3 separate regions of the Sus scrofa genome follow, and regions 1 and 3 are each linked to region 2. The links are chromatin contacts, called in public HiChIP or PLAC-seq maps. All regions are on one chromosome and are shown on one strand. The core of a region is the stretch at or near the end of the contact, and the rest is flanking DNA. Distances in the headings are between cores, read along the strand shown. Region 1 overlaps NEDD9 (enhancer of filamentation 1). Region 2 overlaps NEDD9 (enhancer of filamentation 1). Region 3 overlaps NEDD9 (enhancer of filamentation 1).

Region 1 (3,628 bases), core at 629-3,128, 170 kb before region 2:
CATCTTAAGAAAACTCTACATGCAAACTCTATGACTTGACTGGAAGTTTTTGCATCACTCTGCTTCCAAAATGAAATACAAATACCTCAGATTTCTGAAAAGAAGTCATTTCTCTTCGCCCACATGGACATAGATTGATGATGCCCACAGACAGGGCCTCCAGAGAAGGGAGCAGATCCTAGATTCCAGGACATTGTATCTGCCACTCCTAGTTCCAAAAAAAAGCGCTCACAGTTGGGAAGCTCCTCCTTTTGAAGGATTTGCTCGAGTTTCATGACTGAGAGCAAGGCCATCCCATGCACAACTGTGTTGAATTAAGCCAAGTCCAGAATTGATTCATTTCCACTCTTGTCCTATCTTTCCTCATTATCACGCGACAGCAACTCAGTGACCCCAGCTCTCCTCTCCACTCAAAGTTATAATCTCTCAGAACCTTCATTTACATTCAAGTCAAAATGAAAGATAACAATATAAGGAATGGTTTGGGAATTCCTGTTGTGGCTTAGCAGGTTACAAACCTGACTAGTATTCATGAAGATGCAAATTCGATCCCTAGCCTAGGTCAGAGGGTTAAGGATCCCGTATTGCCCTGAGCTGAGGTGTAGGTCACAGACCTGGCTCAGATCCAGAGTGACTATGGCTGTGGTGCAGTCCAGCAGCTGCAGTTCTGATTTGACCCCTAGCCTGGAAACTTCCATATGCCGCAGGTGCGGCCCTAAAAAAAAAATAAAAGTTTCCACTAGACTATGTGCATTTTATCAGAGATTTGAGCTTGCACCTAAAGACTGGAAATGTATTGTCTCTGTCATCAGAAAGTTTTATAGGGAATAATTTAAGGGGCAAGATCATGTGGGTGCAGAGGGGCTCTGGATTTTCCTAGCCCTTAAAAGCAAGACTCTATTTTAACTCTGATGTCCAACTCTAGGCTGCTAGAAACATAAAGAAGGAAGCGCTGTAAGTACACCTGTTTGCATAGCGTTTCTGAAATTTGACCAAGATGTACTCAGTAGCGGTTCTGTAAGCAAAGTAAACAGGATTCTCTAAGGAAACATATCCATATCCATTTTTGTGCTTTCTAGAATAAATGTATCTCCTTCCAATGACCTCTATGTCCAAGATTATTGAAAGCCTCTGTAGATGCAGCCTCAGCAATAGAATAGATAACTTTAAAACTCTTTAATTTCAATAACATGGGACCATCAAGCAGAGCTTTAAATCCTTTAATGATTTAGAAGATGTTTCTAGTATCTGATAACTAGTCACTTTAAATCATGAGTATTTGGTACTCTAATCACCAAGGGAATGTGTGGCCAGGCCTCAGAAAGCCCTATTTCCCTCATTTACCTCTGAGATTAAGAGCATCCAGAAGACAGGCATTGTGTTTGCTCTGGGACCATGCAGTCCTTTAATTCCCATTGGCACCATCTGGACGAATTCCATTTTAAGAGCAAGTAGGTGAGGTCTTCTAATCATTGGCGGATCTCTTATCACAGAGCCAAATCTCCGTAACTACCAGGGGCTTAATCTTCCCCGGACAATGCCATATAAAGTGTTAGTCCCCAACTTTTTCATTAGAAAAAGAGCAGAGGGCTGAAGTGCAGGAAATCTGATGAGTCATTAGGGTGAGCTCATGGGTGAAAAATGGGGACAACTAAAATACTAAATGAATGATGGAAAGAACTTAAATTTCTATTAATGTCTTTAGGTTACGAAAGTAGGGCACATAAAAAAAAGGGGGAGGGGGGCTCATATGAAGGGAAACATGAAGGTGGACGCAGATAAAAAGAAATTTCAACAGAGGAATGCTTCCAGGAGACGGCACTGGGAGACGGCTCATTTTATTTTATTATGTAATAAAAAGGGAAAATGGAGGTTTATTTTTTTTTTTAAAGGATCAGGCCAAAGGAGTTTTTAGCATGTGTTATGAACTCATTCACAGAGGCACCAACATATTTTAGGGCAACGTTGTCTAAAAATAACTTGCTCCATCCGTCTGGGACATTTTTTCAGCCTTTTGCCAAGAATCCAATTAATGTGTGTCTTTTTTTTTTTTTTTTTTCCTTTCAGGCAACTTTATGTGGATTTTATATCTCATACTCTTCCATAAAGAAAATTCATACACCCAAGTGGATGTGAATAATATGATACATGAATAGCTAAGATCCTAAGGCTCATAATGCAATTACTTGATTCCCTCTGGCCCAGGATATTTATAAAGATCCATTAACTCAGTTAAGGTACTCTTAAAGCTCCCTTCCTCTGTATCCCCAGGTTCCATCATATTTCACTCGTGCAAAGAGCTGGCGCTCAGACTCTCTACTTCTATGAAGCCGGCAGGGAGTGGGCAAGGAAAAAAGTCTAGGGAATGGAAGCCAGACAGGGACGTTCTGCCTTGCTCGGAGTTTATGTGTAGAAATACTTAAATCTAAAGGGTGAAGCTGGCCTATCTTCCTGGGGTGTTAGTAAATAATAACACACGTTAGTAGCCACCGTGTCAAATGTATTAAGGAATAGGATGCACATGAACTTTTAAGGCAAAACACAATAAGACTTCAAAAATATTTCATGATTTTTTTTTTTCCCTAAGTGGGCTACTTTCGGCTGAGCCTCCAGCCTCCGGGAAAGCTTCACACCATAAAGCATAATTTTAGGAAAAAGCCATGGTGGGATATTCCCTGGGGGGAGTATGGCTATCATTCTAACAAAACAGTTAAGGCAAATCACTGTTAGCTATGGATTTTACTACTGGAAGAGACTTAATCTGACCTAGCCAATTATTTTAAAGACAAAACTGAAAGCAAAGATAAAAGGTAGAGAAAGGTCTTGGATGGGTTTTCCTTCCTTCTAACAGGGTCCAGAAGTAAAATTTTCCATGCAGTGAGCTGCTGACCATGTTCCAAACACGCCGTTGTGTGTTGGCTAACAAGCTCCTTTTGCATGCAAGGCCTTCTTCCTTTGGAAAAGTTTTACTCTTTCTTAAGACTGAGCTTAACATTATCTCCTTGCGTAAAACTTTTTCTGCTTACCCGAGCAGAGTGATCTGCTTTCTTCTCTGTGCTCTAATAGATCTGTAAATATAATTATGCTTTTAGGGCTTCTCATCTTAAAAAAAAAGGTAAACATTGTTCTTCTCTGATCTCGCTCTCCAATGCCATCCTACCCATGTCTGCCTCTTGATAGCTAGGAATCCCAAAAGAATTGTTTCCAAACTCAGACTGTTACTTACTTCCTCACCTCCCTTTCCTCCTCAGTCCACACCGCCTGGCTTCTCATCGCTCCACGTCACTGAAATTATTCTTGGTAAAGGCACCAGTGACTTTTATGCTGCCCAATCCCATGGCTGCTTGCCTTGGTAAATGTATAGTTTCTTTGTTTTCTTATTCTGCAGAAACGGTTTTTCCTTCCTCTACCTGAGTTCCTGGCAGATAGCAGCTATGTAATGAATATGAATGTGAAGGAATAAATGAATTAGTTAATGGATGCGCTGAGGTTGGTCAAAGGCTGTTTCCTGTTCTTGTCACTGTTCCTGATCCTTTGTACTTGGAATGACCCTAAGGCTCATAGCAGAGAAAAATGGGCCACGAGCCATGGGCTTTCTGGCTGGCAGTAAGCTGGACCAAACAGAATA
Region 2 (3,370 bases), core at 823-3,322:
TGCAGTCCTTCACCCTTCTGCTGTTTGGAGTCTCTCTTCTTTCTGCCCTTTGTAGCCGATATCATTGTACAGCTGTCCACCCTCAGCTTCTGATTGCATCCTGGGGCCTCCGAACCAGCCATTCCCAGGTGTTGAATGGACCCTGGCAAAGGGGACCAAGACCAGCAGGGTCAGCTCTCTGCTTTGGCATCATCGTGCCACTCTGGTGGCGTCAGTCCCTTCAGATCATCTAGGTACCAAGGACCAAAATCCCTGTCCTCTTTAACGCAATAACTTTTTTAAAAAAAGTTGCTTGGAGTACAGTTGACTTAGTGTTGTATTAGTTTCAGGTGTAGAGCAAAGTAAATCAAATTAAATCAGTTGTAAGGACATGTATATGTATATATGTATATACATACACACACGTATAAATATATGTACATGTACACACACACACACACACACACACACATGCGCGCGCGCACACACACGCAAAAGATGGAGGAAGAGGAAGATGAGGGATGTAAGGATTGCGACATACCCTGACCTGGTTCCACCCACGAGGGCACCATCCTGCGTGGTTCTGTCTTGATGCTTGTGAACTTTTCATTGTTAGAAGGAACCCGAAGCCTCCCAGCATCGAAATAGGAGGTAAAACCTTCGCGGGGCACACAAAGCCCTAGGGTTCCCTCTAGCTTCCCTTAGCGCTCATGCGTCCACCTCAGAGATTTCCTGGATGGGAAAACCATCAAGAACAAGGGCTTCCACCTCATCCGTAAAGAGCATCACCAGGCTTCCTGGGCACTGACCTCTGGCGGGTTGTCTCCTTTCCCCGGGTGAAGCAGTTGCACTGGCTAAGAGGAGCCTGGTGAACAGAGTAGTAGGCGCCTCCCCCACGACTGACCAGGGGGGAGACCCCTCACACGGACCCTCCCGGGGAGGGAACCAGCCCGCAGGGCAAGACCGGTGGTTATGAGGCGCAGCCCGGGGGAGGTGGTTAGTGTATGTCAGTGAGAAAGGAATGACAGGCATGAGGCTGGAAGATCAAATCCACATTTTTAGGGATGAAAACAGGGGGCAGAAGTCCAAACAACAACAGCCCCAAATTCCACGGACGTGTAGTCACAGCGTGCTCCGGTCCCCGTCGGCAGCCCTTTCTCCCACAAAGGACCGTCATCGCAGTGACGCCCAGTGCATCCCAACATGTGCGTGAAGCCCGAGAGCACTCGCTCTGCGTTTTCCGAGGCTCTTGGATTTGCACCGTCCCCGACTCCTCTGTGTGCTGGGAGGGAGCAGGCCTGGCTGGGGCGAAGGCTGCCACCGCACTGCGAAGCAGTCCTCCGGCCAAGAAATGAAATGTTCGGAGCCTTTGAAAGGCTTCCAAGAAGGTCAGCGTGTACCGCCTGCCCGCTCTCTGCTGAATGCCTCCTTTGGCCGTCTGCTGAGTACGGAAAGTGCCAGACAGGCCTTCGCACAAAGAGAGAGAGTGTTTGGGGCCCGTGAAGGGGGCAGGCAGAGCCTTTCCAACGTGAATGGTGAGATTCAAGAAGTAGGAAATGAAGTGGCAGGGCGAGGAGGGGCCCTCAGGAAAGGCAGAGGACAGGCCCAGCGAGGAGGAGACGCCCGCCACCTACCCCTGTGCCATAGCTTCTTCATCGCCTCCGGAGGCATAGAGCACAGTCACGCTCACTCAGGCTCGATTCCCATGGAAAGATCGCTTGCTTGTAGACGCTCCCTGTATCCAAAGACCTCTCGATCCACAGCAAATAAGAGGTCGGAGGCCCTGCCAAGGCAGACAGCAGCGTGCTTCTGTTTCCATGTTAACAGGGAGTATAAATGCCATTGGTGCGGTGTGTTGTTGGGGACTTGCTTGCCTCTGTTTATTTATACACACACACACATAATGTACTATACACATTTTAATATATATTTTCATGATAAATACCTATCGTTGTGCATTTGAATGTCTGGGAATATTTTATTCCTTCAGCTGGGGTTGAGAAAGGAAGAAAAATGTTCTGCAGAGTGAACCACCCCCGCTCCGTGCTCCTCATAATGCCTTGGCTCAGCTCTGACTGCTGGAGGAAAGCACTCCTGTGGTGGTGGGAGCTTGTCCGAAGAGGCGGTCTGATGGCACTGGTGGCAGACACAGGGCACATGCATCTGTCTTTTGTCTGTGCCATCTGGTTTTCTCCTTCCAGGCGATCGTTCACACCCCTCTCTTCTTTCCGGGAAGTGTGCCTCTCCATAAGAGCAGCGGCTCTAGGTCTTCCAGGGCACTGAGCGACCGTTCTGACCCAGCTTCCCTCTGTTCCTTCCTTCCTAGAATCTTATGGCGAGAGCCTTATACGACAATGTCCCAGAGTGCGCTGAGGAGCTGGCCTTTCGCAAGGGAGACATCCTGACGGTCATAGAGCAGAACACGGGAGGACTAGAAGGATGGTGGCTCTGCTCCTTGCACGGCCGGCAAGGCATTGTCCCAGGCAACCGGGTGAAGCTTCTGATTGGCCCCGTGCCGGAGACCTCCCCCAGTCCGGACCAGCCTACTTCTGGACTGATGCACCAGACCTTCAGCCAACAGAAGCTCTATCAGGTGCCAACCCCCCAGGGTGCCCCTCGAGACACTATCTACCAAGTGCCACCTTCCTACCAAAATCAGGGAATTTACCAAGTACCCACTGGCCATGGTACCCAGGAACAAGATGTATATCAAGTACCACCTTCAGTGCAGAGAGGCGTTGTGGGGGCTAATGGTCCCCACTTAAGCAAAAAGGTGAGTGAACAACAGACTGGATTTTTGTTCCTACTTATTTTTTTCTAACTGCAGTTGAGTTGTGTGTGTATGTGTGTGTGTGTGAATATTCTTAAATTAAGAACTTGAAGTTTATAAGAAGTACATTGAAGAAGTAAGTACCTCTTCTAAAAAGTAAGTAAATCTTTTAAGAAGTAAGAATATCTAAATACCCTCGCTTGGGCATTTTGGGGATCATTTTTCCATTCATTGATCAGCAGAATTTTCTTGAACTCCTACCATGTGCCAAGTACCATTGATCCATAACCACTGCAAGTTCCTGAGTTATTCCAGGTCATACCACCTCACTGAGTGTTTCTCTCCATCTTTCTGATAGACCTGTTTTTAGACCGGGTCTCTGCACTCAGTTTCCAGTCTTTTCTATTTCTCCTTTGAGTGGTATGCGACACCAAATTTTGCACAAGCTGATGAAGTAGCAAGGGCTCTCCTTTCACCAAAAACTGAGTCATGACCCCACTGACCTGGCTGCACAAAGACCTCACCAGAAGTGGAAGCAGCAAAGAAGGTGGGAGTGGATCACGCCAACCAACTTGCTCTGGAGAGTTGTCAGCTTCAAGGTTGACTCATTTAAAACATAAA
Region 3 (3,500 bases), core at 802-3,301, 230 kb before region 2:
AAGCCATGAACAACGTTATTAATCAGCTTAATGAAACATCGTCCCAACGGGACAGTACGATTTCCAGTATTTTCAAATGCCCCTGGAACATCTACCAAGAAACCCTGTATGTTCACACATAAAAGAAGCCTCAACCTTTTATTATGAAATTAAATCATGTAAAGTATCTTCTCTGATCACAACAGAATTAAACTAGAAACCAATGACAGAAGTGAAAATCCCCAAGTATTTGGAAATGTAATAACAAATGGGTCAAAGAAAATGTTAAAATATAAATTAGACATATTTTAAATTGATATATTGAAAAACAATGTATCAACATTTATGAGATGCACCTAAAGCAGTGCTTAGAGGAAGTTGGTACTTGTGTTGGGCGAAGCACTTACTCTTTTCCCTCAGGGCTCTGTTAACTTAGTCGCCCTCTGTATTAATAAATAGGAAGTGATTTAGATCACCTGAGCCCACAAAACCTCCACCTCATCCTTATGTCAAAGACATCATGCTGATGGGCCAGGAGGAGCAAGAAGTGGCTGATATACCTGAGGCCCTGGTAAAACATGGGTTCCAGAGAGTGGGACATGAACTCTCGGAAGATGAAGAGAATAGCCACTTCAGGGAATTCTTTTTCTAGTACAATAGTGCATATACTCTTGATTGGTTCCACAAAGATTTGAGTGCTAAGTATGTGCCAAGCCTGTGGCGAGGGAACAACGATAGCCTTATGTCTGTTTTTATAAGTTTAAACATTTGCAATGCTGTTGTCATTTTGTTCCACTCTCAGCTAAGTTTAAGCCAATTCCATTCTTTTAGATGCTTCAGGCAGAGCCATGTAGACAAGGTAGTTCTCTGCTATTGCTGTGTGGATTCCAGAGGCACGTCAGTTAAGCCTATCTCTGCTTTACCGCTCACCCGCTAGTTCTTTCTCTGAAGGGAGACCCCAGTAGCACCTCTCCATGATGGCCTTACCTGCCCTTTGGAAAGAATTCTCTCTCTGCTTTCTACCAAGATGGTGGTGTGTGTGTGCCACTGGCAGAGATTTAACTCAGTAATAAAGGAACTAGCATGATGACAATGATAGTTCAAAGAAGAAGAGCTATTATGTCTAGTCAGTGGATGAAAAGAATGCTGAAATACAAATTTGATTGAGACTGATCAATGCCCGCTAAAGCAATAAAACTACCATCTGTAGGATTTTTTCTTCTGCTAGATAGTCATAAATTGCAACATAGAGAGCCTCTGTAAGTGAATACTAACTTTGTCGAGTCTGGCCTGATCAAAAGTAAATAAAGTTACCTTCCCGTGAAACAGTAGTTCTCAATGGGGGCAAATTCCTGGTCGCTCCCTCCCCCCTCACTGACAGTGTCTGGAGAAATTTTTAGTTATCACGACTGAGGGGAGAGAGGAGATGCTGTTGGCATTGAGTGAAGAGAGCCAGGGATGCTGCTGAACAGCTTGCAATACACAGGATAGCTCTTACATGAATCATCACCTGACCCAAAATGTCAGTAGCGTTGAGACTGAAAAACCACGTACGGATAACATGTTACATGATTTCTTAGACAGTGCTCTAGTATAATATTGAAAGCACCTGTGAAGAAAATTTTTAATGTCTCTATCTCATTCCCTTAATTGTAAAATTGGGATAGTGATAGTGGCAACCACATGTAATTTGGGGGTAGAATTAAGTAAAAAATTGTTGATTTATTTGGACAAAAATGGCCACACAAACATATATCCCTTCCCAAGTGGGGGTACCATTCCCTCCCCTTGAACTTGGGTGGCACTCTGTAACCGCTTCTTTCAAGGGAGCACAGCAGAGATGATTCTGCTTGACTTCTAAGGCCAGGTCATAGAAAACAACACCGCTTCCTCCAGGTTGGAAGCAATGACCCAACCTGAAAGAAGCCTGGCTATTCTGGAAAGGCAGCTGAGGGACTCGAGAGACAGGGAGAGGTCCCCAGCTCTTGACATCTTACCAGCTCAGCCACCAGACATGTGGGCCAACGACACACTGAGGATCCCCAGTCACCATCTGACTGCAGTCTGGTGAAGAACCTCCAGGCAGAACCAGCCAACGGCGCTGCTTCTCAATTCCTGGCTCACAGAAACCCTATGGGATAAACGAGCATTGTTTTAAGCTACTACGTTTGGGGATGTTTTTGTCCCATAGCAGTGGAAAACCAAAGAAACAATACACACACGGTGGTCCTTATCTTGGCTCATCGGGCATAATTCGTCATTTCTCCCCTGTAGTTGTAGTAATTTGTAGTTTTAGTATTTTTCATGAATATTTAACTGGTAATTTAACTTGTAGCGTTGCTCTGCTTCTGTACACTAGAGGGCACTCTTAACCGTTCGCAGGGGCTCCGACACGAAGGTGCAGTTCTCCAACCAGGCACCAGGGGGAGCAAGCCCCTAATTTTTCTCTATCCCTTTCCGAAGGTGAACTTGATGAAATGGGAAAAGGCTTCAGAACCAACAAATTAGCAAACATAAGGAAGACGTTTTAGAAAACCCTCCTAAACACATTCTAAGAAAACAAGAAAGCTTATTTTGATGAATAAAGCTGCCCCAAGAATGAACATGCAGATAATAGAAAGGAAACCCAATCCCCACCCCCGCCACACACACACTTTTTTTCCCCATCTTAAATGTGATAGAGTAGGTTACACATACTTTTTAATCCTTAAAAAGGAGGCGATATCTTCAAGCCTATGATTTCTAAACGGTGTACCTGATCTTTACCATATCTAGAAACATGGCAAAAGCAGTCTTTCTGTCACGGTGAGCGTCTAATGGCTAGAAGGTAATTCTGAATACTGTTTCACAGCGTCCCAAATAACATTTGTACCACTACTTTAACTTAAAGATTTTAAAGTTCCCATTTTTTCTAGTTCTTTATTTTATATACACAGGATCTGACAGTCTAGGGACTGTGAAAATGGGCTGTGATTATGCTTGTAGGAAATTTGGAAAGCAGAACCATTAAAATGAATTGCCTGAACCAAATACATTGTAAGTCTCCCCCTCTTCCAACAAATCCAAAGCAGACTTTACCCATAATCATTCCGAGTAGCCTGAGAAAGTTGGCAGCCTGCACTGATGACAGTCTGCCCGTCTCAAAATAACTCATGAAGGCTGGCCCTACCCTGTGATGGCTTGAGTTTAGCTGGGGCTTGAATGGAGCAAGGGTCTTGAGAATAAAGAAGGGTTTGTGGTGGGCTTATCTGATTAGAGCCTTACATGTGAGGTCAAGACTCTGCAGCCTGGTAGAGTGTAGTTCAGAGGGGGCTGGGGTGGGAAACCCTGAACTCTGAAGAGCTGATTCTTTGAGGGTGTTCTCTAATTCTGACTCAGCCCCAACCCTAGCTGGCCTTCCATCGTGCTCATCAAGTTCAAGGAGATTTGATCAATTCCCAAACACAAACACACACAGATGCCCTCTCTTGCTCCCCCCAACCACCCTGTAGACCTGAAGTAGCAGATGTGACACACCAACT

The links. HiChIP or PLAC-seq counts read pairs in DNA pulled down with a chosen protein or histone mark.
Region 1: a contact with region 2 is called in an H3K27ac HiChIP or PLAC-seq map of skeletal muscle. The contact joins two enhancer-like sites. A contact is called at or near these places in 1 of 47 Hi-C or Micro-C datasets (embryonic fibroblasts) and 1 of 2 datasets of contacts at active chromatin or transcription factors (skeletal muscle).
Region 3: an H3K27ac HiChIP or PLAC-seq map of skeletal muscle shows a contact between it and region 2. The contact joins two enhancer-like sites. A contact is called at or near these places in 1 of 47 Hi-C or Micro-C datasets (embryonic fibroblasts) and 1 of 2 datasets of contacts at active chromatin or transcription factors (skeletal muscle).

The regions. Positions count from the first base shown.
Region 1 is chr7:8,001,576-8,005,203 of Sscrofa11.1, reverse strand. The region is part of intron 2 of NEDD9 (enhancer of filamentation 1); the gene reads left to right. Among named protein-coding and RNA genes, the nearest start is that of NEDD9, 90 kb to the left of the region's middle. Within about 2 kb of position 1,878, at least 16 of the 83 cell types and tissues checked have an H3K27ac peak or open chromatin away from gene starts, as enhancers often do. A contact at or near this core is called in embryonic fibroblasts and skeletal muscle, where this site is marked.
Region 2 is chr7:7,833,928-7,837,297 of Sscrofa11.1, reverse strand. NEDD9 (enhancer of filamentation 1) reads left to right here. Exons shown (of 9, transcript XM_021100184.1): 4 at 2,306-2,752. Among named protein-coding and RNA genes, the nearest start is that of SMIM13, 61 kb to the right of the region's middle. Within about 2 kb of position 2,072, at least 40 of the 83 cell types and tissues checked have an H3K27ac peak or open chromatin away from gene starts, as enhancers often do. A contact at or near this core is called in embryonic fibroblasts and skeletal muscle, where this site is marked.
Region 3 is chr7:8,059,547-8,063,046 of Sscrofa11.1, reverse strand. All of the region lies in intron 1 of NEDD9 (enhancer of filamentation 1), which reads left to right. Among named protein-coding and RNA genes, the nearest start is that of NEDD9, 32 kb to the left of the region's middle. Within about 2 kb of position 2,051, at least 13 of the 83 cell types and tissues checked have an H3K27ac peak or open chromatin away from gene starts, as enhancers often do. A contact at or near this core is called in skeletal muscle, where this site is marked.